Regions from separate parts of the Gossypium hirsutum genome. Here region 2 is linked to region 1. The links are chromatin contacts, called in public Hi-C maps. All regions are on one chromosome and are shown on one strand. Each heading gives the region's core, a stretch centred on a gene start, on an enhancer-like site or on the middle of the called end of the contact. The rest is flanking DNA. Distances are from core to core; before and after follow the strand shown. Region 1 holds the start of LOC107954416 (B3 domain-containing transcription factor NGA1). Region 2 holds the start of LOC107954417 (endoribonuclease Dicer homolog 1).

The links. Hi-C and Micro-C count contacts between places; a contact is called where the count stands out from the background.
Region 2: a contact with region 1 is called in a Hi-C map of leaf, with 2.3 times the contacts expected there. The contact joins the promoter of LOC107954417 here to the promoter of LOC107954416 in region 1. A contact is called at or near these places in 5 of 34 Hi-C or Micro-C datasets (hypocotyl, leaf, petal and 1 more).

What each region holds. Positions count from the first base shown.
Region 1 is chrD07:21,763,171-21,769,930 of Gossypium_hirsutum_v2.1, reverse strand. It overlaps LOC107954416 (B3 domain-containing transcription factor NGA1), which reads left to right and starts at 3,754. Exons shown (of 4, transcript XR_005915789.1): 1 at 3,754-5,374; 2 at 5,983-6,024; 3 at 6,160-6,276; 4 at 6,462-6,760.
Region 2 is chrD07:21,952,322-21,959,635 of Gossypium_hirsutum_v2.1, reverse strand. It overlaps LOC107954417 (endoribonuclease Dicer homolog 1), which reads right to left and starts at 2,937. Exons shown (of 21, transcript XM_016889963.2): 1 at 2,695-2,937; 2 at 1,093-2,615; 3 at 881-994; 4 at 1-130. The coding sequence starts at 2,163.

The sequences.
Region 1 (6,760 bases), core at 2,505-5,004:
TTATTAAAAACTATAAAAAAATAGAAAAAAATAGAGCTTCTTTATTTATATTATATACATATGATAACTAAACTTTTTAGTTTTAATCTAAATAACATTAAATGGATAATAAAAATTTATAGAAATTATCTTTGAAAAAACTATAAAAAGGTAAATATAAAAAATACTGATGCATCACTTGTTGTAATATTATGCATATGTACTTTGTTATATTATATATACTAGATTTGTATCCTGTGCGATACACGGATTGCACGTGCGTTTTATAAAATTATTATTGTTAGATAAAAATAAAAAATATTTAATAATCACAATCACAAAAAAAAATGCTTTAAACTCATGTAAATTATTCAAAATTTGATAGTTATTTTTTATTTAGCTGTTTAAAATTTTTTATTAAAAAATTATAAATAATATTTTAATAAAACTTGTAAAATTATTTTAAAATAATGTTTCAAATTTCTGAAACTTTTAAAATGCACAAAATGTTTTATAAATTGTTTTTATTGTATTCAAAACTGTTTCTTTATTTTTTCTTGAGCCTTAAATATAAAATAGTTTAAGAAATTTTAAAATCATATTTTAAATTTTAAAAATATTTTTAAAAAAAACGTATAGAGAAACCTTATTTTAGATTATTTTTAAAAAAATATTATATGTTTGAAAATATAAAATTCATAAAAATTACAAATTACAAGTACTAAAAAATCTAACATTAATTAGTTTACTTTTAAAAAAATCTAACACTGTTGGTTGAAAGTTACATACGTGAGCATTAGCACACTTAGAAAACGTGGTAGCTGGTGAGTTTTGATAAATTAATATTTATAATTGAATAATAATGCTAAATTAATAAATAAAACATGAAATGATGAATTCAACAACAGTTAAATTTAAATTGATCAATTTTTATTTTAAAATTATTTAGTATTATTATTTATATTTTTTGTTTAGAAATTTTGAGATTGAGAGTAAAAGAATTACTAAAATTATGGGTTAATGACATAAAAAATATGGTGGGAATAATGTATAAAATAAAAGGTATGATTGGACATGTGAACTAAGTCAACCACTTCAAAATTTACATAAATATCCAAGTTGTAGCATTAGCTTTAGTTTTAGATGGTACATACTTTAACACCCTACAGCTTATATAATAGTTGACGCATTAATAGTATCAAACAACATTTAAATATTTAGCATTAGTACACAATGTATAGTTGCAGTATGGTCCAAATCCTCCTTTTTTCAATTGAAATGCTTAAATGCATTTGCCGTCTTAGATGGAGACAGAGGCAGGTTTAAAAAAACAAAAAACACAAAATCAAAAGTTTACGAACAATTTGCATGCATATAAGAGAAATGTTTACACATGGTAATATCATTACCTGAAATAAATAAATAAATATTATATTTACCTTTGTCCCACTGAATGTAATAAACTTTGTTCATATTTTAAAATTGTAACAATTAATTAATTTTTATCTATATTATGTAATTTTACTATTTGTTAAATTTACTTATATGAGGAGTTACGTTCTTTTTGAATAGTATACGTCGCACTTCTTTTTAATAAAATATACGATAATTTATTTTTGAATAATATGTATCTGTATTATTTATTTAATTATCTTTAAAAAATTATATAAATTAAATGCAAAAAACAGATGCCACTTGTTGTATTTAGCATATATATATAATTTGGACCATATAGATTTTAATATATTTATGTTAGATTAATCTATCTATTAATTGAAGAATGAGAGATAGAATAAGGATGATATTGATATTTAGGCATGGTTTGATTATCCATTAAAAAAATCAAATAATCAAAAATTAATATCTTTAGTGGTTTAATTTTTCTTTTAAATACATCCCTAATAAATAGAATTTTTTAATGAAAATGTGAAAAATGATAGGCAGATAAGGAGCTAATATTTCATTTTTTAACATTACCCTTTAATTATTTTACCTTTAAAATTACATTCATCCAACAAGCTAATCATATTCGGTGCTTGATTTTAAAAAAAAAAGTTTATCTAACATTTTTTACAAATTAAACGCAATACTTAATTTTTTGACATTTAAATTTTTTAGTTCTATTAAACAACATCTTATTAAAGCTTAAAATATCACAAAATTAAAGGACATTTAGTGCATAATGTCTACATTTTCTAACAATTTGGTCATTAATATTTTTTAAGTTAAATTTCACCGACCTTTGAAGAAGAGTTAACTTACTTTTCTTTCACAAAAATACTAATTAAAACATTAATTTTTTTAACAACGTAGGAATGGCAACCTACATGACGCTATTGTCTTATATGTTAGATCAACAGATAATTTAAAAATTAAAAAATATTAAAAAATAAAAATAAAAATCTCATAAAAATTCAAAAGAAAAAGCATGAAGTAAATGTGGATTATAATGTTGGTTGCCATTTTTAAAAATTTAACATTTTAATTTGTATTCCTATTATAAGAATATGAATTTGACTCTTTTCAAAAGATTGATAGTTACAATTAATTTTTTAAAAAAGGTTAAAACTAAAATTAGTTAAAAAAAGAATAAAAACTAAATTAACAATATATATATATATATATATATAAACGTTAAACGTAATATCATTAATAAATATACAAGGGTAAGTGAATTGGGTTGGATTCGATCCTAAATTTGATATTCCAAAAGAAAAGTTTATGGTTGTAGGCAAGATATTTGTAATTGATAAGTATAAAAATTGAATGTAAACATGGTGGTAAAACTGTTTTTCCCCTTCCTTTTGCAGGAGCAGCAGCAGCACACAATGAATGACCAAAAGTCAAAAACTTATTGATACCTAACTCAAACATGCTCTCTTTCTAACTGGCTGGGATGATATTATTTAAAAGTAAACAATGCCAAACAGCATCCACAATAATAAGTCATAATAATGACGGATCAAATGGGAAATGACATTCCTAGGCTAACTTTTATCATTACAATCCTGATTTTGAGACTTAAAAAAATATCATCACACCAACTGGTGATTTGGGTCATTTTGCAGAGAGGATAATGGAAAAAATATAAAACCAAAATTTATGAAAAGTACAAGCTCACATGAGTCGAACCTTATCATTCATGGGCCCCCTGCCTTTGCAGTATGTATTTACCCCAAATCTCTTTTAATATTACTATTGTTGTGCAACTGTAATCAAACTCTTGCCTTAAAACCTCAATCCTTGGCGCATCTAAAATTTCACATTTTTGCTTTCTTTTTAGTTTAATAATTAAACTTTAATTGCTAATACCATGCAACTATAAACTCAAATTCCTTTATTTGCTTATTTCAATTTACAACACAGACAAATAAAATATCAAAATTGAATTATAAATTCTTACATTTTATAATTTTTAAATAAAATCATTTTGGGAACAATCCCTTTGCCTACCCTTTACATCTGATCAAATCTTTCTTATTTTAAGAATGTTAGATGATTCAGTTATTAGATCAGCAAAGTAAAATTTTAAACTTTAGATGTGAACTCAAGTTCATAATTTAACAAAATTATTTGATGATGAAGCCCGCATAAAAAAAAAAACCCCCCTTAATTTCAATATGAAAATAATATGTATGTGAAGTAATTCCATGTAATCATTGTACTACGCTCTCTTTTAATACGGTAATAATTTAATTTACTAGTTACTACACTCTCTTTTATGAACCAAAAACGGAAATAGAAATAGGGAAATGTGGTAAATATTTACATAAAATGAAGCTTAGGGGGAGTCAGCAAAAGAAAAAAGAAGAAAAAAAAAGCTTAGGTCAACCACGAGCACACAACTCTTTGCTGTTGATTCTCCCATGGCTTTAATTTGTCTCGCTAGGGTTCTTTTTTTCTTTCAGTGTGGGTGTGTTTTGTTTCTGGGTCAAAGATGAAGGCACCGACCCTCGGTTGTTTTTTGTACTGAGAGGACCTGTCTTTTGCTTCCTTCGGTCTTCAAGGATTTAGAAGAAAGAAAATCATACCTTCCAAGAAATCAGTATTTGTAAGCCAGGTCTTGTTTTAGTTTTATTTCCTTTAGACCCACCTTTTGGCTTTCTAATTTTCTTTTCTTTTCCTTTCCTTTCCTGCCCAACCACCATTTTGCAATCAAGCTTATGGTTCATATCATCTGGTTCTAGTGTGATTAAAAGAAGAAGAAGAAAAAAAAAGGTAAATTTTGGTGGTGGATGTGGGTCATCATTATGAACTTGGGTATTCTAATAATTAAGGAGAGGAAGTGATAAGAGAAATTCCCAGCAAGTTGCCAGTTTCATCCTCTTCTTCTGCTATCAATTTGTGACAAGGAACTTGAGATGATGGACTTGTCACTTGGGAGCTGCAATAACATTGAAGAATCAAATACTGGAAGTAGTAGGTGTATTGAGAAAGAATATATGTTTGATAAAGTTGTAACACCAAGTGATGTAGGCAAGCTGAACCGCCTGGTAATACCGAAGCAACATGCGGAGAAGTACTTCCCTCTCGACTCTTCATCGAATGAGAAAGGGTTGTTGTTGAATTTTGAAGATCGGAACGGCAAGTCTTGGCGGTTCCGGTACTCATACTGGAATAGCAGCCAGAGTTATGTGATGACCAAAGGCTGGAGCCGTTTCGTCAAGGAGAAGAAGCTTGATGCGGGTGACATCGTGTCGTTTCAACGGGGTGTTGGGGAGTCCGGGAAACACCGGTTGTACATTGATTGGAGGCGGAGGCCTAATGCACCCAATCCAACGTCCTTTGCACATTTTCAGATGCAAAATCAGTTCAACTTTCCTCAGTCAGTCCGATGGGGGGGTGGAATCTACTCGCTGCCTCAAAGCTATGAGCCTTTGCATCGCTTGAATTACAGCATATATCCTTATAACCATCATCATCAACGACAGCAGCATCAACAGCTACAGCAGCAGCAGCATCAGGCAATTACTTACGGTAATGTGGCGCAGTCGCAGTACTATCTGAGGTCATCATCATCTGGGTCATACCATCATCATCATCACCACCAACCTCAGCAAATTGGGGCAATGCAAGAAGGAAGAGTGGAGCCAATGGTGATCGAGTCAGTACCAGTTGTTCAGGGTAATAAAACGGCGGCTAAAAGACTAAGGTTGTTTGGGGTGAACATGGAGTGTCCTACTCCTACAACAGATGAATCTTCCTCGAGTTCTCCTCATGCCACAATAGTTTCTGATCATGATTCTCCTTATTTCCCTTCCTCTTCTCTCCAATCAAGATTGTCCAATAATAACACCCCATTCCCACTCTCCAGAATGCAAGCTGAATATTCAAAGAAGGGAAAATCTTCCTTGTCCTTTGATTTGGATCTATGATCGATGATGAGCAAATCACAGTGAGTGAAGGGTTCCATTTTCTCTTTTTTTCTTGCTTTGCCATCAAACTTGCGACAGGCAGTACTGGATTTAGGAAAGAGGGTTGAAAAGATATTGAAGATAAGTTTTTTTTTAGCAATCCAAGTTCTTTTTTTTTCTTTTTAAATATTGTGTTAGTACATGAGTTAGTTGAGGTTTGGGATCTGTGAAGAGCTAAAGATGAAAGGTGCAAAATATGGAGTTGAAAATTGTGTATAACACCTATACAGATATATCAGCATATTCCCAACTTGTTTATTATTTTATATTTTTCCATTACTAGGCCCTGGCCTTTCCAATCTGCATCCCCGGATTTGCCCCAGTTTGTTTGATATATATATATACACTTATATATGTATATATTATTTGTTGCTCTCTTGTTTAGTTATCTTATGATCATCTGTATACTCTCTCTCCCTTCCTTAACCCTGACTGGTAATGCCTTGTAGATGTTGTATGTGTATATATATAGCCTTAAAAAAAGAACTTTATTTAATTTCCATTTTCTCCTATCTCTTTCGTTACTCCATGTTAGGCTAATAGTATGTATATTTACTTGGCTTGTTGCTGCTGAACAACTAAGGTGCAGGCATTGCAGGTAATGCACAGAAAAGTTGCAGCACTGGAAAAGGTATTATCTGTATTCTTATTGATAATTTTTGAAAATTTTCCTACATATATATGTATATCACCACACTTCCCATTTGTTTGCCAGTTAGAAATTTCCTTGACTTCTTGGTAATTCGTGTATACCTTCCCTTTACAGCCATGATCAGATGATCTTGTCTGGACTGCTACACACAAAAAAGTTCTCTTGTGTTAAAAGAGGGTTCAGATTCCCCCAACTGATGGGTCTATTGAGACTGGACTTCATCCAATACTTGTAAGATTTCATATTATATAATATATATATTGGCATCAAATATTGTCAGTGCATTTAATACGGTATTAATTAAAGCTCCAGGCTAAAGAGCCTTTATGTATGGTTAAATTACTTATATGGGAACGCAATCTTTTACATAGGTTCTTATTGGTAAAATTCCCATTTTAACTAGTACATAATTACAGATTTCCCCAGAAATGAGGGACGAGAAAACATTGATTTGCAGCATCAGGTACTCCAGGTTACTAGGAAATTTTAATTAACATAGTAATATGACATTAAGAGTGGGTTTAGATAGGCGTTACATTTACTTGCGATTAGTGTAAAAATAGCTGTGGTAATAAAATTAGATACTATAGCGTAAGACAAAAAGTAAGTTAAACACACAGCGCTGCTGGTCTAAACCCACCCTAAATATAGCTCTTCAAAGGCTAAATATACATTTGGGATGATTGTATCAGCATTTTTAAGCATTCAGACCCAC
Region 2 (7,314 bases), core at 1,688-4,187, 190 kb before region 1:
TAACCAGTGAATACGGATGTTTCTTCACAGCATGATGACACTCGTCCAGGATAAGGAGATTGATTGATTCCATTTTAATTATGCTGTGTCTCAAAATATTCAGCAGAATTTGAGCTGTCATAACCAAAACCTGCAAGAAAGACATCAAATGAGCGAATCTTATGGACATATAGACAAGAGTCATATATGCAAATGAACAGCTACCAAAGACTCAAAAAGATACAACCATTTGAGGATATCTATGCTAGACAGCCTACTAAAGATTGTTCAATTACATACAGATAGACAAGAATTTATCAGCTCATAATACCTTGTTAAAAGAGTAAAAAAGAAATAAAGGGTGCTGAATGTGATAAAGGTATACCAATATTAATAGCTCCACTCAGTTCCGACTCTATAGATTAGGCATATAAGGATCTTGCTAATGGTCGAGAACCATATTTCAATTTAAAGCTTTGTTATGCTTTCCCTCTTTTCCTTTTAGGACATGACAAAGGGTGGATCACTGATATTTCAACTAAATCCCAGTTCTGGCAAGTAGACATTTAAGGATCTTGCTAGAATTTGAAAGCTATATCAACATCATCCCGTTCCTTCAACAAAATTGAGCAAAAGGACATTGGTTCAAAAATCTATCCTAAGTAATTTACGAGCAAACTAACTAGGTAAAGCTGAGTTTACTAAAAGTGTTACCAAAGACTGGATACAGAAACACTTTTGTATCGCTCATTATAATGTCATATCTTAAAATTACTAAAGTACCGTACCGCATTGTGCTTTAGTGCCGACTAGCATTACAATAAGGAAATTACTTGGAACATTAGAAAAGCTCAAATGACAGTAAAGCAGGAATTTTCACAAAAGGAAATTGAGAAGCTACCTGTTTTGATTCAAACTCGCGCTGCCACCTACGAGCATCCCAAAAATCTTGACCCATCTCCCCACAATAATGACCGACTTGGAAACCAGTTCTCTCGCGAATAACTTCAGCTTGCTGAAAATGGAAAATAAAAAATAATAATAAACTGAACCTGGAAACAACAGAACCAATCAAATCTTAAAAGAACACTGACATTCTATAAATTTGACTACCTGATAAACTAGTGGAACTTTAGGAACCAAAAAGACAGAGAGCATTTTTCTGTTGTGCTTTTGTAAATCATCAGAAATACTTTTCATGAGGAGAACAGCAATGAGGGTCTTCCCTGCCCCGGTTTCAAGGAATGCAATTGTGTTTTTCCTTTTTGCCTGCTCAAGAACATCCAATTGATATTGACGAGCTTGCTCCTCCAAGAGTTTTTCCTTCGGCTGCTCAACTTTCTTCTCCATCTTTCCATTGCACTCGGGAGTTTTGTCATTAGCCACCTTCCCTTCTCTTTGCCGATCTGCTTCCCAAGTACCCAGCCTAAAAACCATCTCATTGGACCCTGACCGATCCCTCTCCCAATAACCCCTTGGTTCTCTCTCTCTCCCATCCCTCCTATTGCCACCATAATAATGTTCTCTTCTCCTAACATGCTCTCTATCTCTCCGATCAATTTCATCCCAATCTCGAACCCTTTTCCTAGCAGAACATCTCTCCCTATCCCGGGGATAATATTGACCTCTACTAGAATACTGCCTATCACTCTTGCAGCCATTCGCACGAGCCCTCTTGCTACACCTCTCTTCACTATCTAAACCCCTATCTCTCGACTCGGATGACCTTTTATCGTCTCGATGAACTCCATTATCCTTATTAGAATAATCAAATAAACTGGAATTACTATCATCGCAGCTTTTTTCCTGCCCTTTGCTTCCAATCTTTTTTTCAACTCCATTAGATGGCGGAACTGAGTTGTCAGGTAAATCCTTGGAAACCCCAGAGAGCTCATTGGGAGACCATCCATCTCCAGCAACGGGGTCGTGAATTCCATTTCCATTGACGACAGAGCTATCACCGTTACTTCCCACCGGAGGAAGTCCCGCGCCGTTCTTGAAGCTATCGAGAATGTGATCAATTCCTCCAAAGAAATCTTGATTGGAAGTATTGTCAACGGAGTCTTGAACTATAGGAGCATCGAAATCAACAAAATCGCTAATCAAGTCGCATGATATGTCCTCACAAGCATCCAGCCAGTAAGATGACCCATTGCCACCAGAAACCCTACCTTCTTCCTCCATCAATAAATTGCCCAGAACTCGGATATCCCACTTAAAAAAAACAAAAAAAGGGAAAAGAACCAAGAGCAAGAAGAATTATAAAAAAAAACCCAGAAAGAAGAGCAAGAAAGCAATAGTTTTTATAAAGATTCAGAAAAAAAAACAGAGAGAAGAAAAAAGAGTGAGTGAAGACACAGATTAAGAGTAGATAGACCGCAGGAAACACGCAAGAAGTGTAGTTAAGGAAGGGGATTCATTTAAAAAAGTGAAACAGAAAATTGAAGGGGAAAAAAAACATAAAACCCCACCAAAACTTTTATGTGTGATTCTTAGATTCTACGGTCTATCAACGCCTATTCTGTTATCTTCCGTTTCTCTTTTATTTGACTCCCTTCAAGCGTGCGCCTTTCTCAGTTTTTTGCTTTCCTCCCCCACTCTTTCTTTGATTCTTCTGGGTTTTAGCTCTGTTTTCTCTACGAAAGAGAGATGGAGAAACAAAATTAAAATAATAAAATAATAATAAAACCCAAAACTATGGGTTTCTTTCCTTACAATTTACAAAGAAACTTCTGTGACTGGAGGCGGTTCTGTTTTTCCTTATAACTTTCCGAACTCGAAAGTACAGAGAAACAGTGCTTCAACCAATATGATAACGCCACGTTTGACCCAACAAGGGTTCCCGGATTACGTGGTGATTTGTGAGTGGATGGTAGGATAGGGTTTTATTGGAACTACGCTCTTCACTGTTCAGTTGCGTTACCGTAGGGAGCGGGGAGATGTTAAGTGTTCTCTTTTTTGCTACCAAGGACATGAGAACAGCAACGCATATGGAAAAGAACAGACACGTGTCAAACAGTTGGAGTCCACTGGTAGAATCCCAGCAAAAAAGAAAGCTTCTGCGAAGGTCAAAGATGATGGAACATTCTCAGCCGTTTGATTTATTCTTCATAAAGAAAAAATAATTATAACAGGGGAATAGAATAATTATTCCCCTTAGATCAGGCTGAATATTTTTTTATCCTATGAGACCAGAAACTTTGCCTTTGGTGGGTTGGACACAGTGAAAACCAATTGGCCTTTGGTGTAGTGATTGGGTGAATTTTGTTTTGGGCGGCTCCACTTTTTCTTCTTCTCATTACAATTAAATGTTTGCATTTATTTCTCACACATTCCATATGAGAAAATCTTGTGATTTTGGGAGAAACGAAAATATCTTACATTTGAGGATAGGAATGTTTGTTAAGGTTATTTGGGTATTCTATCTCTATTAACAGTTCCATTATAGGAATATGTTCCTTCCGTTAAATTTATTAATCAACTTTTTTTATATTTATTGATTACATATTAAATTAATACTAATTAGTTTACATACCAAAAACAAGATTTTAATAAAATTGTTTTTGTTACATAAAAAAGTTTGTGATTTAAGGAATAAAGTAAGAGATTGTTTTAAATTGAAACTTATTAAATATCAATAAAAGCATGAATCAAAATGGAATCAAAATATCTAATCTTTAACATTATCATTTTGATGGAAGAATAATAATTTTATTATTAATTTCTTAACCAAATATTTAATGTAATAATTATATTATTAATTCCTTTTTTTCTAATTATAAAAGTTTCATTAAAAGGATGTGTACAGCTGTGCATCATTCACACCTGCACATTTCAGTAGAAAACCAATAGACTAAATACCCCCTTCTCCAAAAGCTATAAAAGGAAATCCCCTCACATGCAAAATAGTGAAAATCCAAATAAAATAATGCCGGCTAAGTTCAATATAGTTCCATCGGAGTGCAGCCAACAGCGTCCCATGAGCTAATACTCCCACTTCACCCCTCATCTCAACCTAATCCTGCATCTAGTCTAATGAGTTAGTCTATCATCGATCCGCCACTCAAATCTCAGGTACCTTTGCCAGAGCCGCCTCCACCCAAAATAAGCTTTCTTCCCTGTCAAACGCTTCCTTAGCCAGCTGGTGCGCCGCCCGATTACCATCCCTTAAAGTATGTTTGACTTTACAAACTAAGAATTGGGAGTTGAGAGACCTTGTATCATTAATATAAGCAGTTACACTAGAATGATCCACGCTGTTAGATATCCATTTGATTACCATCCGAGAGTCACCCTCCAAGCCCAAGCGCTGAAACCCCATATCTTTTGCAAATTGCAGGGCCTTCACACATGCAATGGCTTCAACGGCAAAGACAAGGGGAACGAAGCAACTTGTATGAACAAAAGCTCTCAAAATCATTCCACTATTTTCTCCCGCAATCACCTTTGTGCTGGATGTATTAGAAGCGGCTCTGAAGCCCACATCAAAGTTCACCTTGACCATATTAACCTCAGGTGGCTCTCATTCGTTTGTATAACCATCTCGTGGCTCAGGTATGGCTCTTACAACACTTTTTGTCTCAGTAATATAGGACCGAATAAACCCCGAAATTCCATGAATTGTCTCTTTCTTTCGTTCATGCACCCATTTGTTCCTTGCAGGCCACAGAGCCCAGTAAATAGTGATAATCGTTTTGCATTCATTCATATTACTTTGTTTCACTAAGCGAGCTAATTGGTCATGAAAATCCACACTTTATTACGAGGTATACTAGACAATGTTGAACGCTACCCTGACCCTTCTTGCTAGATCACAACTTGTTATCGCATGCACTATTGTTTCCATCGCAGCATTACAAAATGGGCAGATGAGGGAAGTTTCCACACATCTATTGTATAAATTACACATTGTAGGCACAAATTCTTAAAAAGTCTCCACAACATAATTTTCAGTTCCAACGGACACGGAACTTTCCAAATTTTACAGTAAAATTCTTTGTAATTCTGCGAATACCTAGTGATGATTCTTTCCTCAAGTCCCTTTGCTACCAAAAGCTTATAGCCGCTCGTACTGTGTATTCTCAAGTTTGCTCCCCTCAATCAAGCATACGTATCCTAGCTCACCGTAATTGATAGGGGAACACAGAATTTAACGAGTTTCATTAGAGGTAAATCCTAAGTTAACAAACTGCTCATCCCAAGTTTTGTTCCGTGCATTAATCAAATTAGACACCCAATGTATATTTGTTCTAATATTTGTCTCATAAACGAAAATAAACAAATTAATTGAAAGACTAATGTGTCGTCTATCAAGTCCAATTGAGGAGATACTTTATCTTGAGTATTGGAGCGAATGATTCTCAGAAGATAGAGATATAGATGTGATTGACTAGACTGATAATATATCGGAAATGACCCAAGTAGAATAGATCATGTATCTCTTTATGGATTTATTCATTTGTGACGTTCATAGTGTGACATACATTAATCCTTAGTGGATGTTGAACTATGTATGAGTGACTCGTATACTTTGATGTAAGTAAAAGTTTGAGTTCAAATAAATAAGAAAATGAAAGTTGATGTGTTGAGTATACAACTTATGCAATATGTAGCATCATTTATTGTAGTGAAATTCATAGCCCAAAAAATAGGTAAATGATATCCTCTCATCGACATTACATGATATATTAAAAGTAAATGTGGTCACGGTTTATTTGTCTTTGTGGTAAATGACTTGATTACTATTTGATAGTTATTAACTTTTCATGAAAGAAGATGTATTAGTTACTATGAAATAAAATAGAATCATATTAGGAGAACGGATTTATCCCCAAGAAATTAAGGATATCCTATAAGGGTAACAAACTTATGAGAAGGTCACTAGACGAGCACTAATTGAGTAGCTTTTGTTATGGAATGTAATAAGAGAGAGCTCAGTCACGATACTATAGTGGAATGACTTCGTGACTAAATAAGTTTATAATTAATAGATGAAAAGCTGAAACTTAATTATAAAATCTTTGAGCCCTAATTACATATGTCCAATTGGTCCCTCCGCTAGATCGTTGAAACCAAAAATCAATTGCATAAAGAACCAAATGAATAGAAATTGATAGAAATGATACATTTAGAGAAATGAGTCACATTCGCAAATGAATGTGTTTTTTCACTGAGTATAGAAATGACTTGAGAATTAATTTAAGTTTTTTAAATTATTATTTAATTAAATAATTTAATTTCAAAAATAAAATAAAATAAATTAGTAAATATGAAAATTAAATATATTTTCTCATAGATTCTTTTACAGTAAAGTTGTCGTGCCTTTACAGAATTAAAATTAGGTTGAAAAATTATTTAATTGAAAAATTAATTTAAATTAATTTAAATTAAATAAATAATATTTATTTTAAGAAATAGAAAAACATGTATTGGATTGGATTAAATTATAAAATCTTGGGTTAAAAGTCTAGAAAGCATATATAATTGGATTCAATACAAGAGAGGCACAAATCCCCTCATATTACATATTAGGGGATATAATATGAGGGGCAATAACCCTAGTGTATTTATCTAAGGTGTGCCGCCCCCTCTTCTAGTTTAACCTGAAAGTAGAGAAATTTTATTTTTCAAGTATAAATTTTATTTTCTTGGAATAACAATTCTGTCGGTTTATATTGAGAGAGAAGTAATAAATCATTTTTGGTTATGTGTTTGGTTCGTAATTGTTCGAGCCCATAATCGAAGCAATTTGTGGTACGAGAATCGCGGAGAAGGTTGTTCAGTTGAAATCTAGGGACGTCTAGGATCCATTTTGCACAAAGCAAATGTATTTCCAGGAAAAAGTTTATTATTATAAATATCACAAACCAGCTTGGTTTTCAAAATTTTAATTTTTCATTGTGACAGAAAGTCGTTTTTTGAACAGGATTTTTCCAACACAACCATCTAAGCCAAATTGAGACTACTTCACCCATGCCAATCTACCACCCCATTCCCATTTCTAACAATTGTTGTGCACTCCAAATGCTCCGCTAAGTAAGTGATGGGTAAGCACCTAGCCTTGATCTCATGAAATCCTTCGTTGGGAAATATTTTGCTTTTAGTATCCCTGACACTATTAAATCTAGTCGCGTTAATAAATGCCAACCTTGTCGAACCAGTAACGTAATATTAAATTTCCCCAAGTCATGAAAGCCCATACCTCCATCCTCCTTTAATTTGAACATATCAAGCCAATTGCACCAATGAATACCACACCTAGATTGTGAATGGTGCCACAAAAAATTACCAATAATGCTTTCCAGATATTTACAAAGGCTTGATGGTAACAAAAAA